Linked DNA regions of Gossypium hirsutum: all the other regions are linked to region 3. Evidence: chromatin contacts called from public Hi-C data. All regions are on one chromosome and are shown on one strand. Each heading gives the region's core, a stretch centred on a gene start, on an enhancer-like site or on the middle of the called end of the contact. The rest is flanking DNA. Distances are from core to core; before and after follow the strand shown.

What was found. Hi-C and Micro-C count contacts between places; a contact is called where the count stands out from the background.
Region 1: a Hi-C map of leaf shows a contact between it and region 3, with 1.9 times the contacts expected there. The contact joins the enhancer-like site here to the promoter of LOC107952886 in region 3. A contact is called at or near these places in 4 of 34 Hi-C or Micro-C datasets (hypocotyl and leaf).
Region 2: a contact with region 3 is called in a Hi-C map of leaf, with 1.7 times the contacts expected there. The contact joins the promoter of LOC107952882 here to the promoter of LOC107952886 in region 3. A contact is called at or near these places in 5 of 34 Hi-C or Micro-C datasets (callus, leaf and seedling).

What each region holds. Positions count from the first base shown.
Region 1 is chrA07:40,627,333-40,631,802 of Gossypium_hirsutum_v2.1, forward strand. No RefSeq gene overlaps it. Among protein-coding and RNA genes, the nearest start is that of LOC107952887, 4.8 kb to the left of the region's middle. Within about 2 kb of position 2,034, at least 3 of the 9 cell types and tissues checked have an H3K27ac peak or open chromatin away from gene starts, as enhancers often do. A contact at or near this core is called in hypocotyl and leaf, where this site is marked.
Region 2 is chrA07:40,941,688-40,946,091 of Gossypium_hirsutum_v2.1, forward strand. It overlaps LOC107952882 (long-chain-alcohol oxidase FAO2), which reads left to right and starts at 2,445. Exons shown (of 3, transcript XM_016888082.2): 1 at 2,445-2,895; 2 at 3,005-3,283; 3 at 4,308-4,404. The coding sequence starts at 2,674.
Region 3 is chrA07:40,782,794-40,787,518 of Gossypium_hirsutum_v2.1, forward strand. LOC107952886 (formin-like protein 19) reads left to right here and starts at 2,916. Exons shown (of 2, transcript XR_001698970.2): 1 at 2,916-3,359; 2 at 4,604-4,725.

The sequences.
Region 1 (4,470 bases), core at 784-3,283, 160 kb before region 3:
TTCAACGGTTAAAACGATAAACTTACTGTTAAAAAACATATAAATCACACAGTAACAATTAATAAACTATAATCCTATCAATCACAACTATTCAATAGGTGAGTCTTTATATCAATAATCATAATAAATAATCAATTCAATTATACTAGATCATTCAATATCAACTCATATTAACCAATTAGAAAATCATATAACCATTTACAATATGAATTACAAATCATATAACCGGTGAAAATTTTCCCGGTAAGTAATATAACAGATTCGGATATGCGGTTAATCATCCAGAAGGTGCAAACAAGCTTAACCAACTGAGAACACACTTGGGCACCAAGTGCCTAGCCCGTAGGCTAACATCCTTCCAAACACACCTGGGCGTTAAGTGCCATGCCTGAAGGCCTTACATCCTCCCCTAGTAACCCACCAGAATCATTGTAAATATAACACGAAAGTCCACAATGAATGTTGGACTTTAGTATATTCAGTGAATAGTAACGAATCAATAATCACCATCTCATAACAAGTTAAACCCGTATTGCACACATTAAAAATCTATTGGCATGCCAATTGTATCATATCCTACGTTCATCGGCTCAATATATTATTGAGTAACAATGCTCAAATTAATTACTTTCTCGACTCACATCCATTTACTTCAATTCAATAATTTCAGAATATCCAACAATCTTAACTCACAATTAATATAACATTTTAATTTATATAAAACTAAACCATACGAGCTTACTAGGGCTAAACTACAGTGATAGCAAAAGTTCAGGGACTATTCAACAACTTTCTCTTTTCCTCGATTATCTACTTGTTCTTGGTATATAAAATAGTTTATTTCAATTTATTAGCTTCAATTTCATTTAATACTCAATTTAGTACAAATTTCATCCTTTTTACAGCTTTTTTCACTTTTTCCCCCAAACTTTTACACTTTATTATTCAATTTTATCCTTAAGACCAAAACAAGATTATTTCTACAATTAAAATTTATACCCATTGAACTGATTTTTTAACTACTCCAAATCAGCCTACACATGTTGAAATTTCATGAGAAAATCATGTCATAAATTCATTATTTTCAATTAAATCCCTAAACTTAAGTCATACAAAATTACTTTACAAAATATTCCTATTTAACAATTAAACTTAATAATCTACCATTTCACTTCAAAAACATATCAAACTCATCAATGACATCTTCCAAAATATTTAACAATTTTACAAATTAACCCCAGAATTAACTAGACTAAATTAAAACGATATAAAAAATACTAAATTCATGAAAAACGGGTGATGAATGGACTTACATGCAAGAGGTACTTGTGACCGAAACTTCAAACCCTCTACAATGGTGTTTCGGTGAAAACAAAAACAAAATAGAGAAGAAAACCATAATGTTTTTTTTTCTTTTTAACATTATTATAATAACTTAAATATATTATAACATATAATATTATTAAACCATTATATATAAACCCTCTCCAAAGAGGATAAAAAGCCACAGACAAAGATAATTTCACTAAAACAAAAAAAATGAAAAGTAAAAAAGATGGAGATAAAACTAAACCTTGAAACCTGAAATAAGAACCCTCAAAACATAAAAACAAAATTCTCTGAAAACTTGTAAAAACTAATATCTAAATGTGTAATGAGTTATTTTTTTAGGGTGAAAAAAATGACCTATTTATAGGCTAAATTTGAAGTCAAATAATATTAAAAAAACCTACATTAATTAGAGTTTAAGTGGGAAACTAATATTAAAATAAGCTACACTAATTAAAGTTTAAATGAGAAACTAAAATCAGAGTTTAACTGGTAGAAAAAAAAAACTAAAAAATTCTAGGTATAACTCCACCAAATAATTCATAACTAACAGCCCATTATAACATGCACTTGTACTATACCCCATCAACCATGTGCCATTTTCATCCCGTATCACACCCGCTAACGCTATTCCCTTTAACAACACTCCCTTGAGGTGAGCACCGGCCCAGTTTCTTTCGAAAGTATTCATAACTAACAGCCCATTATAACATGCACTTGTACTATACCCCATCAACCATGTGCCATTTTCATCCCGTATCACACCCGCTAACGCTATTCCCTTTAACAACACTCCCTTGAGGTGAGCACCGGCCCAGTTTCTTTCGAAAGTATCCCTAATGTCCCCTGCCATCGCTAAACACTTCAACAAAGTATCAAGTGCACAATAATTAGCATTCTATATTTGCCCAACTAATAACTCCAATAAGTGTGCTCGAGTCGGTGCCCTCAACATGGAACTTGGCATTATTCTGGATGTTTGGTTTTGCTCTATGTATACTCTCATGCAGCTATGATGTTAATAGGTAAACTGCATCCAAGTTACCAAATTATTAGTAAGTTTACGTTTTAGTCACTTAACTTCAAAAAATTACAAAATGATCATTAAATTATTCTGAATTTTTTATTTAAGTCATTGAATATTTGAAAATTTTTATTTAAATAATTGAGCTGTAAGGTGTCTTTTTAAAAAAAAAAACTTTAGCAACCTTCAAGTGATGATTTGATGATTAGTAAATTGGATTGGTACTCATTGACGAATAAAAGAACATATTTTAGATATGAGTCGATTTGACGGTCAATATTAGATATTGAAAATGAAAGCTGTTTGAATTTTGGTTAAAAAATTCATAACGTTGAAAATTGTTTTATGAAAAAAGTAAATTATAAAAGAAATTGAAAATAGAGTTTTCAATTGATGCAAGTAGTACGAATAGAAAAGGGGTGCAAGTGGTGCGAACAAATAAGGCTATACAATAGCGATTTAAATAATCTAGTGGCTTAAAATGAAAACTTTTAAATAATTCAATGACTATTTTATAATTTTTTAAAATTGAATGACCAAAACATAAACTTACTAATAGTTTAATAACTTTGGATGTAGTTTACCCAATGTTAATTACAGATCATAAATACATATATATCATATAATATGATAAGGTACGAAAGCATGATATTGCGGGAAGTGTCGCATACTTATTTTTTCTATTTAAATTCTATATTTCTATTTTTATTTATTAAATAAAATTTAAATAATTAAATTAAATTAAATAATATATCAATTACATAAGATAATTTAAGTAAAATTAAAATTAAATAAAATTTTAAATTATTTTTATTACCACTTATAAATAAAAAAAAGTTAAATAAACAAAATTTTTTAAAGACAAATAATTTTAGAAGTAGATATGAATAAAATATAATTTTAATATCGATAAATAATAATTTTAAGAAATGTAATCACTTCTTTTAGGAGAATTTTTTAAATAACGTCTATATTATTTTATTAAATAAAAAATATATTTTTATTTAACAAAAACAGGGTTAACATCTATATAATTTTAAGAAATGTAATTTCATTATTTTTAAAATGTTATAAAATAAAAATAATATTTTTATTATACAAAAATAAAGTATATTTTTCCGCATCTTTGTAAACCATTCAAAATTTTTTTGGAATACCGTCTAGTGTTTAGACTGTTAATTTTAAAAATTTTAATTATATTAAATATATTTTTAAAAATGTAGATATATATTAATTTTATCGGTTTAAAAATTTTGATAAAATTTTAGCAGTTATCTTTTATTAATATATGTTAGTTTTGATATCCCAAGCTTTTAATATAACAAGATTTAAATATAAATTTTATATGTATTATATGTCTAAAATCATTTGGTGAAAATATGATTGAAAATTTTATCAAACATTTTCAAAGACTTGCAAAATACTCATAAATATGTTTTAATTTATCTAAATATTTTTGGGTTAATACCAAAGTGTTCTATGGTATTTAAAATGTTTTTAAGGGATTTTTGTATGTTAGTCTTGAGATAAGAAAACATTGAAGCAAAATTTTGCTCCAAAGGTTGTTGTCTTGAAACAAAAGCTTGCATGTCTTGAGATAAAAAATCTGTTTGTCTCGAGACATTGCTGCCAACGACTATATAGTGATTATTTTTCAAATTTGTCTCAAGACATCGTGCTAGGTCTCGTGATATGACATGAAGGGATTTTTTTAAGCCCGCAATTAGTGCTTCCAACTGCTAGAATTCATCCCCAATTATCATAAATGCCCACAAACTTATTCCTTGATATAAAGACACTTCAAGACTCAAGAGAGAGATATCCAAACATCAAGATCAAGAGAAAAGTATTCAAATATTTTTTTTATTCTCTTGTAAATATTCTCTAGGAGTTTATTATTAGATTTTTTATCACTTTCGTTTCGTTTCATTTCTTTGAGAGCTTAATTTTTGTAAAAACACATATTCTAGAGGTCTCTTTGTTTACTCTCTTTCATATCATTAATTGTAAATTGGGAGGGTTTTAGTTAAGACACAAAAACTAAGAAGAGTTCTAGTTTAGCCATAAAAACTAGGGGAAAAGTTCTATCTTAGCATTGTGAACTGAGAAATCCTTGG
Region 2 (4,404 bases), core at 1,195-3,694, 160 kb after region 3:
TATTCAACTCTGAATTTATGGTCTCGAGACCACTATTCTGACTAGGCCCTAAATCGGGTTGTTACATGAATGATTCCATCATGAGCATTGGACTAATCAACAACTTGAACTCCTTGACTTTTTGCTTTTGACTTTTCTTCAAGTTTCACAGTGCCAAGGGGAGTGAGGACTACCTCAAGCACATCACCAAAAGTTTTACAATCCTTATCATCATTGTTGATCTCATGTACTCTAACATCATCAACCACCGTGTTGAAAGACTTCATTACCTTTTGAGTGTGTTTATTGTACACTTTAAAGGTTTTATTGTTGCTAGCATAGCTAAGGAAGATTTCCTCATTAGATTTAGAATCAAATTTACCTTGGTGTTCTCCACCTCTCAAAATGAAACAATTACTCTCAAAAACATGGAAATACTTGACTGTAGGCTTCTTCCTCTTCCACCACTCATATAGAGTCACATGAGTCTTTGGTCTGTAACAATGCTAGCTGTCTTAGCCCAAAACCAATGTGAAATGTCCTTACTATTGAGCATTACTCTGGCCATTTCTTGCACAGGCTTGTTCTTACGATCCACTACACCATTTTTATAGAGTGTCTTTGGTGCAAAAAACTCATGTTTGATTCCCTCCTCATTACAAAACTCAGCAAAATCATCGTTCTCAAATTCTCACTCATGGTCACTACGAATCCTCCTTTTCATACCAATAGCTCTCCCTTTTTCATTCATCAACTCCCTACACAATCTTTTAAACTCATCAAAAACATCTTATTTATCTTTAAAAAAAATTGAACCTAGACGTACCTTAAAAAGTCGTCCACACAAACAAACACATATTTCTTCCCTCCTAAGCTTTCTATCTACATAGAGCCAAACAAATAAATGTTCAAGAGCTCAATTGGAACTTTGGTATGGATATGAACCATATTTTGATGCTTCTCTTAATGTTTTTTACCTTTCATACAATTATTACACACCTTAAGAACAGTTCTTGAAAGCTTTGGGATTCCCTAAATTGTTTTATATCTAACTATTCAAAATGGTCATGGACAAGCTTCTCATGCCATAGCTCCAATTTTAAGGTAGTAGCAGTAATGCAATTAATCGATAGCATCACTTTATAACAATTGTCGAAAGTTCAAGCACCCTCCATGATTACTTCATTAGATATAGTGGTAACAATAAACTTATGTTTAGTGAAATTAACAAGTATACCTTGATCACTTAGTTGTCTGATGCTCACCATATTAGCTTTGAGGTAGTTGAGTAGAAACATATTCTTTAATCGAGGCATACCAAAGACATTTAAAGTGCTTTTACTAAGTATCCGACCTTTCGTCCCATCTTCAAAAGTCACCTTTCTAGTAGGAGAATCTTCAAAATCATTCAAATAGGATTGGTTACCTGCCATATGCTGAAAATAGCCATTGTCGAAGTACCATATTCCATCTAAAATTGACTTCATAAAACGATGTGCAACCAACATACTTTTAGTCTCCTTCATCCACACTCATTTTTACTTCCTCACAACTGATATGCCACGGGGAGTGGGCACTTCCTTACACACTGCATTCCTCCATGTTAGATCATGCAACATCTTAAAACAATGAGGTCTTACATGACCAAAAACACCTCAATAATGACAAATCACCTTATGAACAATCTTCTTGAATGTCTTGAATAGCATTGGCTTAGAGCTTTCACCAACTTCCTTTGGACTAGAGGTTTTAACAAAGACGGTAGGACTTGGCATTACATATTTACCCTTATCAACAAAGCCTAAGCTTTCTTTCTTAAATCTCTCCTCCCAATTGCCAAGATCTCATCAAGTTTTCTACCTAAAAACCATGGAGGAGTACAAAAAAAAATATGAGAAAATATAAAAAACTGTGAGGAAGTGCTAAAAAAATGAGAAAATATAAAAAAATAAAAAAATACCAAAAATTATGAGAAAGTACCAAAAAAACATGAAAGAGTACCAAAAATTGGTTGGTCTTAATAAATTTGTTTTTAAATTTATTAAATTTTTATAAATTATTATTAATGTAATTTATTTTACCAAATATTAGTATGAAAAATAAAATTTAAAAGTTAGTAAATTTTCTATAATTTTTTAAAACTAAAAGAGTATATATTGTTCCCAATCTTTATTAGACGAAAGCCTAGCAATAAAAATATTTTGCTATTAACTTAAAAGGTTTTATTAGTAAATGCTTATCATAAGCAAGAAGCGCCGCTAGTTCAGTTATTACCTTTTGATAAATATAGGATTGTTGTCTTGTCGGTGTCATATAATAAAAATAAACTGCACTTGGGTCCCAATCATTAAAGCATAACCAAACTGTTTAACCAGAGTTAGATAATAAATTAATTGCATTTTTAAAATATCACATCATTTGAGCCTCCAACAAAATTATTTATAGAAAAGAAACACCCCCACAAATGAGACGAAAAGGTCAATGAAGGATTAGATAACACCCATACCGCATGTGAGACAACCGACCTCTTTCTTATTTTAGACAATACAAACGACCTCTTTCAATCGGCCTTCTTTCTGATGATGACCCAACAGGGAATCGAGCACGGGTAGATTACTGGCCTATTTTATAAAAACCATTCAAGGTTGCGTAAAGCAGCGAAGCAAAGCAAAAGATTAGCTAAGAAAGAACACCATGGAAATCGGAAACCATGAAACCGGTGATGCTCATCCTTTGCTGAGAGGGGGTAGGAGAAAAACTACATACACCCATGGTTTCTCTTCAGCTCAAATCCGATCACTTGCTGCCACCTGTGAAGCTTTAATCCCTCCTCTCCCACTTGATTCAGCCCACCAGGCTTCTTCCCTTGATGCTTTCTACAAAGCTTCTGGGGCTGAGCCTCCACTTCCTGATGAGGTAATCAAAATCCCAATCTTCATTCCTTCAACTCTTGTTGTAATTAGCTAATTGAACAGTTTTGTACGTGCATATACTTGGTAATGGGGAATTGTTTTAAAATAAACAGGTAGCAGAGATGATGGTGAAGAGGGTGGTTGAACCCAGGGTACTCTCGTTTGTGAAAGTAGTATTGGCAGTTATATCGTTTAGATTGGGCGCATTGTTGCTTTGCGGGTGGGATTGCTGTGACTGGAAATGGCCATTCATTCACAAGTTTTCGGAACTGCCAGTGGAGAGAAGAGAAAAAATACTAATGAAATGGTCAAGCAATGGCCATCATCGCTTACCTCTAAGAGCTGTTTTTGCATTGATCAAAACTTACTGCTTGTTCATCTTTTTCTCCATGGTAAACTCTTTACCTTTTCTATTAATTTTTCCTCATCCATCTTCCTCCTATCTTCTAACTAAAAAACTTACAATTTATCACTAAATTATTTAAAAAAATTCATTCAAATCATTAAACTATTAAAAAGTTTTATATAAATCACTAAATTATTAAGTTTTTTCCTTTTAAAATTTCATTAGTAAACTTCAAGTGATGATTTAACTATTAGTATGGTGAATCAATATACTATCAACGAATAAAAGAATATAAATCTTAAATCCAAATCAATTTAACGGTCAATATCAAAAATAAAAAAAAATTATTTGAACTTTAATTTGCAGATTCGTGTCATCTAATATTGTTTATTAAAAATAACTAAACTGTAGAAGAGAAATGAAAGGGGAGCTTTACATAGGTGTATGTAGTAAAATATATATATAATATCGATTTTAATAGTCTAATGACTTAAATGAAAATTTTTAAATAATTTAGTGATCAAAACATTACTTTTTTAGTTAAGCGACTAAAATGAAAACTTATCTATAATTTAGTGACTAATTGAGTAATCTACCCAATTTACCCAATATAATATAATGTAATATTATCCTCTCCTTTACGAACGCATTTAATAATTATTAAATTGTTTTTATTAATCCAGATTGGCTAATATATGCCTTAAAATGGGTTCAAGAATCAAAACTGAAAATACTATTTGCTCAAATAAAGAAAGAAATGAAAAAGACTGATGGAAGTAGTAATTGTCGTAATTCATTCTGTATGTCAAAAAACTAACAGGACATGAAAATTTTATGAATACACCCATGTGTATGAATTTTTTAAAATTTATATAACGCTTGATTATATAAATATATTTGTTGGATAATAGTTCTAGTGTTTCGTGCATGAGAGAGCTGTTATCATAATTAGTGCATTTTGAAGGAATTAAGATACGATTTGATTACATGGAATCGAGAACATAATGATTAATACTTGATGTGTAAGTCAATAACGAACAAGGCTAGCTTTTCAAATTTGTGTGTCTCAGACTGATGAAAACTCAGAGAACCCATCATGGAAAGCAATAGGATACAACGTAGACAAGCGGCAGAAAAGGGTATCTTCTCCTCATGGGCGAAAGGGTA
Region 3 (4,725 bases), core at 1,666-4,165:
ACTAAAATGCTTCTTGGTTGTGAAGCCCGACAGCTGGCTTTATTGACAAAGGTTCCTTTACAAGCCAATTTGGCTTCACATCCCAAGCAAGATAATATTGACAACTCTAAACACACTGTAAACTCTAACAGCTATTCCTAGAAGTTTAAACAGGGACACAAAGAGCAAGGCTGAGGCCGGTCTTGTGGTGAAGCTCGTGGTAATGGTCGGAGTTAATCACAATCCAGACCACAGTGCCAATTGTATGGAAAACTTGGTCATGTGGTTCAGTCTTGTTATCACAGATTTGATGAGAATTTTTATGGTGTGAGTCCTAATCATTCGATGATAGTTAACTATCATCACTTCAATGGGTAAGGTTACTCCTCTCCTACACCTCCATGCTCCTTTATGTCCCATTACTGTAATTCACATCCACATCGTCCTTCTTCATCTACTCAACAATCTTCTTGACCTTCTTCTTTAAGATCACCTGATTAGACCTGGTATCCTGACTCTGGAACCACAAATCACATTACTACAGACATGACTACTCTCTCGTCTCCCTCTCCCTAGACAGGTACAAATCAGCTGTCTATGGGAAATAGTGAATCTGTTTTTATAGCTCATGTAAGCTCTTTTTCTTTATTGGTTGGTCCTAGGCTTTTGTGCCTCAAGAATGTTCTACATGTATCTACTGTTTGTGGAACACCCCCTACCCGTGCCCGTCATCGAAATAGGGTACGAGGCATTACCAGAGTTTACCAAATTAATTTTTTTCTTATTACAAGTTAAATATTTTTCGTTTACCGAAACATGTTATAACGTCCCTTAGATGGATCTCCAAAGCCCAAAACATACATTGGGACCAAACCGGGATTAAATCGAAACCAAAGGGAATTTTTTGCAAAACCCAAAAAAAATTTTTTATGAACTCAATATAACTCCTTTATAGATATCTAACCTTCCCTGCAATTTTAAACCTAGACCAATCCAAATCAACCAATCCAATTCAACATATTTTCAAGATAGATTCATGCATATCCATAAGATAACCTCATCACATACCAAAACCAAGATTTGTTAGCCATACTAATAGCTAACTTTACATTCATTTCACATTAACATTTACTTTATTAACTTATACATGCCATTGATTTCCAAAATAAAATTTCTTGATATACCAAAATGTTGAGGTTGATAGTGTGATATGTCTCCGACCCAATCCGATCTCTGAGCTCTTAATACTACAAAATAGGGAAAAAAGAAACAGGGTAAGCACATTGTGCTTAGTAAGCCCATGTAACAAGAATTATACTTACCTAATATTTTCAATACAATACAATAAATATTCATACATCCATTCAATTTACCATTTACCTATCCACTACAGGAAAATAGGGCTTTAGCGGCGTTTTTAGCGGCGTTTTATCAAAAAACGCCACAAAAATTGTAAAATGCAGAGCAATAGCGGCGTTTTACCAAAAACACCGCTAAAAACAGTGCAATAGCGGCGCATTTGGTAAAACGCCACTAAAAACCAGAGCATTAGCGGCGCTTTCGGTAAAACGCCGCTAAAAACTAGAGCATTAGCGGTGCTTTCGGTAAAACACCGCTAAAAACCAGAGCAATAGCAACGCTTTCGGTAAAACGCCGCTAAAAACCAGAACATTAGCGGCGCTTTCAATAAAACGCCGCTAAAAGTTATATAACCCCTAAACCCCACAAAAATCATAAACACTAATCTATAACCCCTAAAACACTAAAACTCTAAACCCTAAAAATCCTAAACACTAAACTATAACTCTAAAACCCTAAACCCCAAAAAACATCACATGGATGTTGATGTGTATATACATAGATATTAATGTAAAAGCTTATGTTCATAATAAAATATGGAAGCAATACTTAATATTGATTACATTTATTTTTGGGTTTAGGGTTTAATATTTAAGGTTTAAGGACTATGGTCTAGGGTTTTATGGTTTAAGGTTTAATGGCCATGGGTATGTAGTATGTTAATCTCAAGTGAATCATATTCAATAATTAAATCCTAAACCCTATAATTAATTATTGTTATCGATAATATATATCTTGATTTTGATAAAAAATATTTTTTATATATTAATAAGGTGTTATATTGTTTAATGGATTAAAGGGATATTTCGTGGAAAACGTTTTAAATGATAAGTTTACCTTTAAATTTTATTAATAGTTTTTTGTTTTTACTATGTTAATATTTATCTATACTGATTAATTAAAATATATATTTATTTATACGAACGAAAATCCTCTACACTCATTTGTGTCTCCACGTTTTTTAATTGTAACTCATTCTCTTTTTAAAATATATATTTGTGTCTCCACGTTTTTTTTATTTTCTTTTACACAATTATTGATATAACATCATTTTATATTTATATATTGCATGCATACATAAATATTTATATTTATTCAATATAAAAATATATTGATGTATTTATTTTTTTTAAATGTGTATGATAAATCAAAATTAAAGTTTCAACTACACATTTAAACCACAATTAGAATTTCACGTCTACAATTACACATTAAATCAAAATAAAAATTAAAAATTAAAAATTAAAATTAAAATTAAAATTAAAAAATTAAAAAATTAAAAAATTAAAAAAATTAAAAACTTAAAAATTTAATATTTAATATTTTAGTCCATATTTCAATTAAAAAGTTTAATATTCAAAATTCCAAAAAAAGATAAACTCAGTACAAAAAATTTGAAAGAAAAAAATAAAAAATATATGTTAAAAATGAAAAAAATTAAAATTAAACAATAAAAGAAAAACTAAAAAATATATGTTAAAAATAAAAAAAATAAAATTAAACAATAGTGGCGTGAAAAACACCACAAAAGATTGAGCTATAGTGACGTTTTTAATGGAAACGCCGCAAAAGACCACTAATTTTTTGGTACCCGCTCATTACTCCCTCTTCTTCTAGAAAATTTAGTTGCGCGCCCTAAATCCCCAAGTAAAAATTTGCCCCCAAATTTCCCATTTCCAACAACACCAAGTGAATACACCTACACCAATCACACTTCATTTTCCTTTTCATTTTATTGCATTGAATTCATCCACCATAGCTGAGACAACAGGACGGAGCAAATGTCTGAGGACGATGAGTGGCAGCAATCTCCGCCGTCGGATCTTGAGTTCGTTTCCAACAAGGCGCGGGACTGTAACGCCACGGGATCTGGCTCGGGTCACCCAGAGTTCCAGTCGACGTACCCGGACCAGGTTCTGGAGAACATGTAGGAGAACGTTTTTAGGGTTTAAAGAACTTGTTCTCGTTTGCTGCGATGGATTTGGAATTAGTGGCCTTGCTATTTTCGTTAACAAGTGCAGGTATTTTTCTTCCTTATTTTTGCTATCAACAGTGTTCATTATTTACTAATAACCTGCTGATTGAATCTATTTATGGTGTTAAGAGTAATGTTTGTTAGCTTATATAATATGGGATTGAGAAAAAAAATTGTTGTTGTATTGAGATTTTTGTTTGATCTGATTGGTTGTGTTTATAGATTGAATGTTTTTAGATCTGTTTATGGTTTTCTGAAAATATACTATTTTTCTGAAAATTATTTGTCTTTGTCTTCATGTTCTTCTAATATCTTTTCATTTTCCTCTCTTCCTTCTTCTAATGAAAAGAGACTATAATTTCATGTACTGATGTTGGAATTTATACTGCTTGTTAACAGTTTCCTGTTCTGTTTCTTGATATATTGAATTAAGTGTTTATTTTCAATATTTTTGAAATATTTTCTCAGTTTTAAGACTTTATACTTTCTAAAACCCTTTGGCATGAAGGATTCTTTTCAAATCATAGTTTAAAGATGGAAATTGATGTCTAAGCATTGAATTATTTTTATCTTTTTGCATTTTATGGGGACATCTAAACCAAGATGAAGATTGTACTTTTGATACCTAGTCCTATATTTCCCTACTATATTTTCGGAGCAATTTATAATTTAAAAAGGCAGCAGTGGCTGGAACTGCAAGAGGCTATTGATTTTATATCTCTGTTCTGGTAAAGTGGGCTTTGTGCTTCAGTTAGAGCTGCCTTGGTTCTTATTGGTAGTATGGGTTCTTTCTAATTCAAAAATGAGAAAGAAAAGGAAAGAATGGGCATATAATGTATCTCTATTATTGTACTAGATTTTGGTTGATTCAACATTAAGAAGATAGTTGAAGTGCTGGAGAACAATGATTTATCATCTAGCATTTTTAGCAAATACAAGATAACAATTTTCTGGCATTCGCTTTTATGAAGAAGCTCTAACTAAAACATTTAGTTCCTGGATGCTTCTCCAATAACATCTTTCATTTGATCCATCTTTTTGAACAAGTTTTTGATTTTTCATGTTCAATACTTTTTGGAGCTGATGAAAGTGCCACGAGTAGAGTCAAAACTAAGAGTGTTTTGTTTCAAGATTCAGTTCCGAACTCAGGTTTGGCAGTATCTCCATAGTAAATCTGATTTGATAAATTTACAATATTATTCAATAATTAATCTCCTTCTTGTTTCTCCTTTTTCTTTTATTGAATCACTTGTTTATCCTCTGTTCTTACATTTTTTTTACCACCTGCAGGTTTCTAAATTTAAAAGGAGCTTAAATACTGTAAATTCTGCATGTAATGAGGTATATCATTAATGTTGTTGATGACGGCAGTGTTTATTCGTTCTTATCTAGGAAATACATTGAACCAAGGA